Regions from separate parts of the Mus musculus genome. Here regions 1 and 3 are each linked to region 2. Evidence: chromatin contacts called from public HiChIP or PLAC-seq and Micro-C data. All regions are on one chromosome and are shown on one strand. Each heading gives the region's core, a stretch centred on a gene start, on an enhancer-like site or on the middle of the called end of the contact. The rest is flanking DNA. Distances are from core to core; before and after follow the strand shown.

The links. Hi-C and Micro-C count contacts between places; a contact is called where the count stands out from the background. HiChIP or PLAC-seq counts read pairs in DNA pulled down with a chosen protein or histone mark.
Region 1: a Micro-C map of the G1E-ER4 cell line shows a contact between it and region 2. The contact joins the enhancer-like site here to the promoter of Smc3 in region 2. A contact is called at or near these places in 2 of 484 Hi-C or Micro-C datasets (both in the G1E-ER4 cell line), 3 of 115 datasets of contacts at active chromatin or transcription factors (bone marrow-derived macrophages, craniofacial prominence and embryonic stem cells) and 1 of 9 other capture datasets (liver).
Region 3: a contact with region 2 is called in an H3K27ac HiChIP or PLAC-seq map of embryonic stem cells, with 2.2 times the contacts expected there. The contact joins the enhancer-like site here to the promoter of Smc3 in region 2. A contact is called at or near these places in 5 of 39 promoter capture datasets (hippocampal neurons, liver, pre-B cells and 1 more), 2 of 484 Hi-C or Micro-C datasets (B cells and embryonic stem cells), 5 of 115 datasets of contacts at active chromatin or transcription factors (embryonic stem cells and large pre-B cells) and 2 of 9 other capture datasets (adipose tissue and liver).

The regions. Positions count from the first base shown.
Region 1 is chr19:53,002,324-53,005,076 of GRCm38.p6, reverse strand. It overlaps Xpnpep1 (X-prolyl aminopeptidase (aminopeptidase P) 1, soluble), which reads left to right. Exons shown (of 20, transcript NM_001374834.1): 10 at 224-313; 11 at 1,263-1,313; 12 at 2,340-2,398; 13 at 2,526-2,603. Among named protein-coding and RNA genes, the nearest start is that of Mir6407, 7.1 kb to the left of the region's middle. Within about 2 kb of position 1,321, at least 24 of the 459 cell types and tissues checked have an H3K27ac peak or open chromatin away from gene starts, as enhancers often do. A contact at or near this core is called in the G1E-ER4 cell line, where this site is marked.
Region 2 is chr19:53,598,970-53,601,669 of GRCm38.p6, reverse strand. Smc3 (structural maintenance of chromosomes 3) reads right to left here and starts at 1,274. Exons shown (of 29, transcript NM_007790.3): 1 at 1,116-1,274; 2 at 112-187. The coding sequence starts at 1,130.
Region 3 is chr19:53,057,654-53,060,353 of GRCm38.p6, reverse strand. All of the region lies in intron 2 of Gm30234 (a long non-coding RNA gene), which reads left to right. Among named protein-coding and RNA genes, the nearest start is that of 1700054A03Rik, 17 kb to the left of the region's middle. Within about 2 kb of position 1,448, at least 54 of the 459 cell types and tissues checked have an H3K27ac peak or open chromatin away from gene starts, as enhancers often do. A contact at or near this core is called in embryonic stem cells, where this site is marked.

The DNA.
Region 1 (2,753 bases), core at 72-2,571, 600 kb after region 2:
TAGCATCAAAGAGCGCGGCTTAGAGGAGGATGTCTCACTGATGGGTTTAACTTACTGTGGGTGAACTCACGCTGTGCTGAACACGTCCGAGCATCAGCTGCCGTGACAGGACTGCAGGGCACAGGTTCCGAGCAGAGGCCCTTCAAATGGGTTGTCTCAGACTGTGTGATTCATCTGCCGGCCGCCGAGCAGCCTGTTGCTCATCTTCTGTGTCTTGCCCTAGGATCACCGCTGCTGTATGCCTTACACACCCATCTGCATTGCCAAAGCCGTGAAGAACTCCGCTGAGTCGGACGGCATGAGGCGGGCTCACGTGAGTCGAGTGGCTGGGGTGGGAGACAGGGTGGGGGTGGTCAGAAGGACCCCGTGCTCTCCCCCTCTCTGGCCCTGGGCCTACGTCCTCAGGTTTTCCAGAGTCAGTGGGAGCATGAAATGATTGTGTTGGGCATGTAGGCATGAAATCCTAGCTACTTGTGAATCTAAGGCAGGAGGATTGTGAATTTGAGTATCAGCTTATATAGTGGGACCTATTTCAAAAACGAAAAACAATAAAATTGAATGTATTAAAATTTTGTGAAATACAACACAAAATACAAAGAAAGCAGGCTGAAGAGATGGTTAAGAGCACTGGCTGCTCTTTTGGTGGTCACAGGTTCAATCCCAGCACATATGCCAACTCATAACTTTCTGTAATTCTAGTCCCAGGAGATCTGATGCTATTGTCTCACCTCTGTGGGCGCTGGGCACACAGTGCATGGCCACCCGTGCAAGCAAAACACCTATAAACGTTACATGCGTGCACGCACGCACGCACACACGCACGCACCCTACGTGCTCCCCGCCCCCATGCAGTGTACAGGGTGGTGGGGCTGTGGTGTAATGAGAAAGAAGAAGAATCAGGCAGAAGGTGAGGCTAGCAAGATCTGAGGGTGACAGAGACTGACCATAGTCTGTCATTCCTGGCCCGTGCAGGGTGGGAGTTCACTGGTTAGAGGAGCTGTCTGTGTGCTCAGTGGAACTCCTCCTGACTGAGCCTCAGCTGATGAAGAGCTGGGCAGCCTTCTGGCCCAGTAATGGGAAGTGCTACAGAAGGCTTCCAGGAACTCCACCACAGCATGGAAGCTGGAGGGCTGCTGTGGAGAGTGTGGGGTGTGTGTGTATATGTGTGTGTGTGTGTGTGTGTGTGTGTGTGTGTGTGTGTGTGTGAGACCACCATGGGACTGGGACCTGAATCTCATTACCCAACTCTGTGGTTTTCGCAGATTAAAGATGCCGTTGCCCTCTGCGAACTCTTCAACTGGCTGGAGCAAGAGGTTGGTTCTTATCTTCGTTGAACACGTGGCTGTAAAAGCACTCTATGGCACAGCCGTGGCCTTCCTGGGCTCCTGTGGCCTAACGCGTTCATCCGATCTTAGTGTTTTCTGTGGCACTGTGTTCTATAAGTCTGTGCATCCGTGTTAGAGAGTCATAAAGAAGGGGCTAGGGAAGGTGGCCCTCCCAAGTCACAGGTCAGCTGGGTGTGTTGGGAGGACGCTCGCTTGGTGTGAGTTGTTTGAACTTTAAACCATAAAACTTTTTACATTAAATCGACTCTTGGCCATTAATTTCCCACCCATACCTGGAGCGGACAAGAGGTTGGTTTCTTTGTGCTGCTATTAAATAGCCTCATTCTCCCTTTAAATGACGAGGAGCTGCTGGTCCTGGCAAGAGTGGGCTCTCCTCATGTCTTCTAGTGTGGCCACAGTTTCTCCACGCTTCAGCCGTTTGGTCTTTGCAAGTCATTTTGTTTTCCTTGTGGTTACAGCTAGGTTTTTGTGGCTTGTGTATTTTACCCTTGTGTGAACATGTAGTGTGAGCACTGGCCATGGGCTTCGCAGTCTGAAGAAAAGATCCGGGCGGTGACTGCGCTGCGTCCAGCGGCCAGATCGTCTTACTTAGCTATTCTTCTGTGGCTGGTTGATCTTCTTTCTTCTCCCTTTGTTACAGCCCTGTGCTATCTTTGCCTGTTTCATTCCTCCGGCCCTACTTGCCTTTAGTAGGGGATGCTTTTCAATTCTAAACTTAGATGCAGTACATTTTGCCAGGTTTGGGTATTATATGGTGCTGTGACAGAAGAGTCCCGTGAAACATTAAGTGGCTAGAAACCCTTCCACTTTACACAGCTGTGCTGGGAGCCTGCCAGAGTTCCCTCCCTGTTAGAGAGGAGACACAATGTATCCTGAAGAGTGGGCCCTCCGGGTGTGAGAACTGAGCACAAGTCGGCTGTCTAAGGAACCTCTTTCACGGGTCTGGAACACGAGTGACTCCGATGATTGCTAAGCACTTTTTTTTTCTTGCAGGTTCCCAAAGGTGGCGTTACGGAGATCTCTGCGGCTGACAAGGCCGAGGAATTTCGAAGGTAAGTGTCTGATGAGGAGGCCCAGGGACCTTGTGCTGACTCCTTGGCCAGCTGAGTGTGCGGGGAGGGCCTTAGTTCCCAGCTCAGTGCAGACCTTCCAGAGACTCTGCTCTTGTCTGTGTTCCAGGCAGCAGGCTGACTTTGTGGATCTGAGCTTCCCAACGATTTCCAGCACGGGACCCAACGGCGCCATCATCCACTACGCGTAAGGCATGCAGATGGAGCAGCACAGGCCTGGCCTTGCATTTGCCTCTGCACAGGAGTCTGAGCAGGGGAGACAGTTTTCCCAGAGGTCTCGAGTCCACCCATTTGTCTGTGGAGTCTGGAGTGGGAGATAAGATCCCAGAGGCCTCGC
Region 2 (2,700 bases), core at 25-2,524:
ATCCCATGGAGGAATATTAACATTCAAAGACAACTCCCGTCTCCCCTGGCCTGTCACGTCTATCGGTAGCAATTCTAAGTCTAACATGGTAAACCAAGAACACTTACTTACCGATGACATTATGTTTGGAGCTGAAGGGATCTACAATTGTTTGGTCTCGGTAACTTCGGAAGCCCTGGATGATCACCTATTAAAGAAGAGACAACCCTTGAGAACACAGAAAGCACTTCTAGGGCAACATTCTTTCCTTCTCCGTCTCTTGCTTCTCACGCAAGGCAAGACAGAAACGGTCCACTCGGCGGAGACCATTGCGATCGGGAGCAAGCAAGTTAAAGATTCGCTAAACCCCTTCCGACATGGCCTGCAACCCTTGCTGGTGCAGGGCTGCTCTGGGAGAAGCTCTCCAAACCCAGCGGCTTCGACCCCGAGCTCTGCACGACAGTAAAGGTCCAGACAGCAGGCAGGCGAGCGGGCGGGCGAGCGAGCTGGTCGCAGCTTGCCAGCCTGCGAGCCCAGTGAGAGGGCATCCTTCAGTCAAACCACTGGCCAGCCCCAATGAGTCCATTGAGAAAAAGAAATAAGATAATAAAAATTAAGTGAAAAGGGGATAGATAGGATCGCAACGCTCCGAGCCTGACCCGTCCAATAGAAAAACGTCGCCCAGCGCGTGTCCCGGGGGCTCGGCGCTCGCGCGCGGGAAGAGCATTTTGACAGAAGTAAACAACCGAGTGAGCAGGCGCGACGCGACCTGCTGCGAGGGTCCGCCCTGCTGGGGCAAAGCCTGAGGCAAGGCGGAGAGAGCCTGCAGCCCAGCCCGGGGCCTCGCGAAGGCGGTCCATGCACCGCCATGCCTGCCTGCAGAACGACGCGGCCTCCCAGCAGCTCGCAGCAGCCCGCGGCGCCCGAGGAAGCCGGGCCTCCGCCTGCAGCCCGCCGCGCCCGGTCCCGCTCGGCTCCGCTCGGCTCCACGCACCGCGCCCCGGGGGAAAGCGCCGACTGCAGCCCGGCGCTCGGCTCGTCAGGGCCCCGCTCCTCCCCGCCCCCCCAAGCCCAGGCCGGCCCTAACCCACCCGCGGCGCGCTCCGGGACACCCCGCCGCCTCTCACGGCCCTTACCTGCTTGATGTACATGGCTCCGCGCCCCTCGGCAGGGGGAAGGCGTCGCCTCAGCACCGCAGCAGCGCGGCCGCAGGCTCGGAAGACGAGCAAGACAGCCCCCTCCTCACAGCGCTCCGCTCGCTCCCGCTCGCTCCCCCTGTGGCCAAACAAAATGGCGGCGGCCGCGGAGGCGGGGCCCGCGCGTCGGGCGGAACCACGATGGAAGCGATGCGGATCGCAGGGGGAGTCTGGGCCGGTTCCACTCTGTCGCGTAGGAAAGGCCCCTCTCCCGCGGCCCTCTTAGACGGACCTGATCTGAGAAAAGGATTTTCTTATCCTCTTGTTTTGCTGAGAATCACTTGGGAGTCCGACTCGGAGGAGCCCCGCTCCAGAGGCCGGCAGGAACTACCTCCGGACGCACGGACTATGGTCGCGCCCGTGAGGGGCGGGGCCTGCTCGGCGCCAAAGCCTGGAGTGAGACGAGCGGAGCCAATCGCCGAGCGCGCCGGAGGTCACGTGGTCGCCGGGCCGCTTAAAAAGGACGTGGCCTGTCAGCCTAGCGCCCGACTTGAATGTAGGTCTCATTGTGACTGCCTGGGGTTCTGAGCTCAGAACCTCCGCGCTTCCATTATTCTCTTTATTAGCTCAGAGCGCCTCCTGCTGGTTCCGAGCCTCCTGACGGCTCTGAGAGAACTGGAGGACGCTAGGACATTTGAAGGGATTGATTTAGGGAGGTTGTCTTTAGTTTTCCAAGCCCCGATTTCACCTTGTAGCTAAGGATGACTTTAAACTCCTTATAGAAAGACCTGTACAATTGCCACAAATAAATTTCTTGAAATAGGTAAATTAAAAAAAAAAGAAAAAAGAAAAAAAAAAAAAAAAAGGAGCCGGGGTGGTGGTGCACGCCTTTAATCCCAGCACTCGGGAGGCAGAGGCAGGCGGATTTCTGAGTTCGAGGCCAGCCTGGTCTACAAAGTGAGTTCCAGGACAGCCAGGGCTACACAGAGAAACCCTGTCTCGAAAAGAAAGTAAGAGAGAGAAAGAAAAGAAATAGGTAGGTACTAGGGTCAGTCCCTAAATGTATAGGATTTTTTTTAGCCCTGGCTTTCCTAGAATTCGCTCTGTAGACCAGGCAGGCCTCAAACTCAGGATCTGCCTGCCTCTGCCTCCCCAGTGCTGGGATTAAAGGCTTATGCCATCACTGCCCGGCTAAATGTATACAATCAGTGTAGGGAGTAGAGTTCTGGGCAACTCTAAAATTGCCTACTGGGAAATAAACAAACAAACCTGGACGACCTAATAAGGTCCTGGTCACCATTCCTGCTTCCTGAGGCAGTTCTCACCCTCAACATGTCTACGAGGAAGGGCAAATCTTGTGCCCTACTGGGAATCCTTTATCTGAAACTCTGGCCAAATTCCACCCAAAGTTTGAGGGAAAAAAAAAAAAAAAAGAAAAAGTATTAAAAGAGAAAGAAAAGAAAGAAAGAAATTTAATTTAAAATTTCATTTTGGGAGTTAAGGACCTCTACCCCTGTCAGTTTGTGAGGGTTTGGGGTATATTATAAACAGAATTCTAAGCCTTCATTCAGTTCCTCAGGATGAC
Region 3 (2,700 bases), core at 199-2,698, 540 kb after region 2:
TCAGCTTACACTTCCACACTGCTGTTTATCACCAAAGGAAGTCAGGTCTGGAACTCACACAGGGCAGGAACCTGGAGGCAGGAGCTGATACAGAGGCCATGGAGGGGTGCTGCTTACTGGCTTGCTTCCCTTGGCTTGCTCAACCTGCTTTCTTATAGAACCCAGGACTGGCACTACCCACAATGGCCTAAGCCCTCCCCTCTTGATCACTAATGGAGAAAATGCCTAACAGCTGGATCTCATGGAGGCATTTCCTCAAGGGAGGCTCCTTTCTCTGTGATAACTTCAGCTTTGTGTCAAGTTGACACACAAAACCAGCCAGAAAAGCTTCATGAGAAAAGTCCCTGAAAGAGGAACATCACAGAGATGGACCCTTAGTTGGTTCCGCGCCATTCAGCATCTAAGGGTCGATAGCGTCTGTCGAGCAATTGATGAAGGAGAGATGTGAGTGGGGAATCACTGGGGAGCCATGTGCAGAGGCGGAGCCTGGAGGTGAAGGAGAAAGAAAGCAGAAGAAAGGAGGCTCAGTCCGGCCTGTCTCCTGAAGGGGCTTACAGAGAGATGGCAACTGCCCCCACTCCCGTTTTTTATCAGAACATTTCACCTCCTGTCTTTGGCTAGGTGTGTATATGTGGTGGGGGACGCAGATGTGGGGACATGTTAGATGCAGCATAAGAACCCCAGACTCTTTCTCTTCCTCTTCCCAGATCAGGAAGGACTGATCCCATGTCAGGGGGTCTTCTGTAACGCGCTCAGGAGCCAGATAAGTTCCTGCTTTTGCTGTTCGAGCGGATCCAGCCTAGAGACATCCTCTGGGCGCAGATGGGACATCCTGTGTGATAGAGGCTATCTCTCTTTATCTTCATCTCTCACCTTACCCTAAGGAAAGGAGCCAGAGCCTCTCCATACCGTACACAAGTACTTCCTGGACTGCTTAATGTGTAGACAGACCTCTGAGGCATGATACCCGGGCCCCTCAACCTCTAGTTCATTCCTGTCTTTGTCTTGTAACATTACTGTCATCTGTCTAAAAGTCACCATTAAACCTGGGACTTGAGAGGAAACCTTTCTTTAATAGTCTTCTTAGCCCTGTACTGCTGTGTCCTCTTGCCACAGGGGCCCCTACAGCCTCTTTTGTCTGTTGCTGATAGTGCCCCAGTTGGCACTGCCCTACCCCGACTGCTGTCTCACAGCAACTTCCGTACAGGCCCTAAGGGACAAGGTTTGGTGATAGGGCCCACGTCAGAGGTGTCCCCAGCTCAGCTTCTGCTCTGTCACCTTCTGCTAGTCTGTTATCTCTTCAGAAAAAGTCTCAGCCACTGTGCAGTGGGCCTTCCTACGGGGAATCAGAGTTCAAGGCCTTCAGGCAAGCCATACTCTATTCCCATAGTTAGTGCCCCAGGCATTGCCGCTCCCTCTGACTTTTGGAATATGAGCCTCTCCAGATTCCGGTTTGGACCTGTACTGTGGAACGCTGTGGCAGCACTGAGCCGCAGGAGGATTATAGGGAATGACAGAGGGCTCTGAATACTTGGCCAGAACTAATGTCTGCCCTCAGCTGGGTCCTAAGTGAGGGCTTGTTCCACAATAAAGCTATTAGCTTCTTCCTGGAATCCACATTCTACCTGGACCTTGAAGCCGGAACATCTGCTACTTAGGGTTCCAAGTGCCCTAGGCTGTGTTTTCTCCTTCTGTTATTTTGAACCAGAAACTGTTGTTAATAGGAATTCGTTGTGATGAGTCTCTTCTGGGCTCAGCACTGATCCGTTGGGCCACACAAGTAGACTTTCCTTGTTTTTAATTCTTTTCTTATGCTTAATGGATCACATCCAAAGACAAGATTCACAGAAGTCAAACAGAAAAACCAATCAACCGCTGTACTCAGCTCTGGAAGAAATCTAATCAAAACAACGTCAACGTAGTGCTGTCCCGTGTGGTAGCTGCTAGCCACAGGCAGAAGCTTTTAGTCATGTTTATCCCTGCAGTCATCCGCGACTCAGTGGTCGCCACGCTGGACAGGGCAAAATGAACAGTCACTTTGGGGAAAGTTTCACGGGACAGTCTAGGGAAGACACGCTATTTTCGATCCATCTTGACCTTGGATTAAGGAGGAAGGGAAGGGTCCTTAGGTGGGAGGAGCTGTGATCAGCAGTTCGATTGGCTTAGCTGTTGGGCCGCCTCCAGAGACCAGGACCAATCAGAGTGCAGGACTGCTGCTGTGCCTGCCATTGGTTTAAGAGTACTGGGCACCATAACTGTAGTTACCTGCTCTATCTGAAAACACTGTGGAGAAAGAAAGCTGGACCCCAATCTTACTCCTCAGTTCAGACCCCTAACCTTCTGTGTCCTTGGTTATTGACAAACTCTTAGAAGCCAGATCCTCCTGAGTTCAACTGCTTCTTGAACTTGACTCTTACTTCCTACAGTGAAATGCCTGTAGGCAAGTGCCCGAATGTCTTCAAATATTAGTTTCAATTAGCATTGTCTTAGAGGGGTGGTTACAAGGATGCAAGGAATACAGCTTACAAGGGAGTGTCACAGATCCTGCCAAAATGAACCTGCCGACGTTATGATGTAATTTCTTACGCTGTTTACAGCAAGTTTGCTGTTGCTATTTCTGCTTCCTTCTAAGATATTTTTGTGCAGTTGAGTTCATCAAACTTTTTTTAAAAAGAATATGTGTTTGGCCGGGCATGGTGG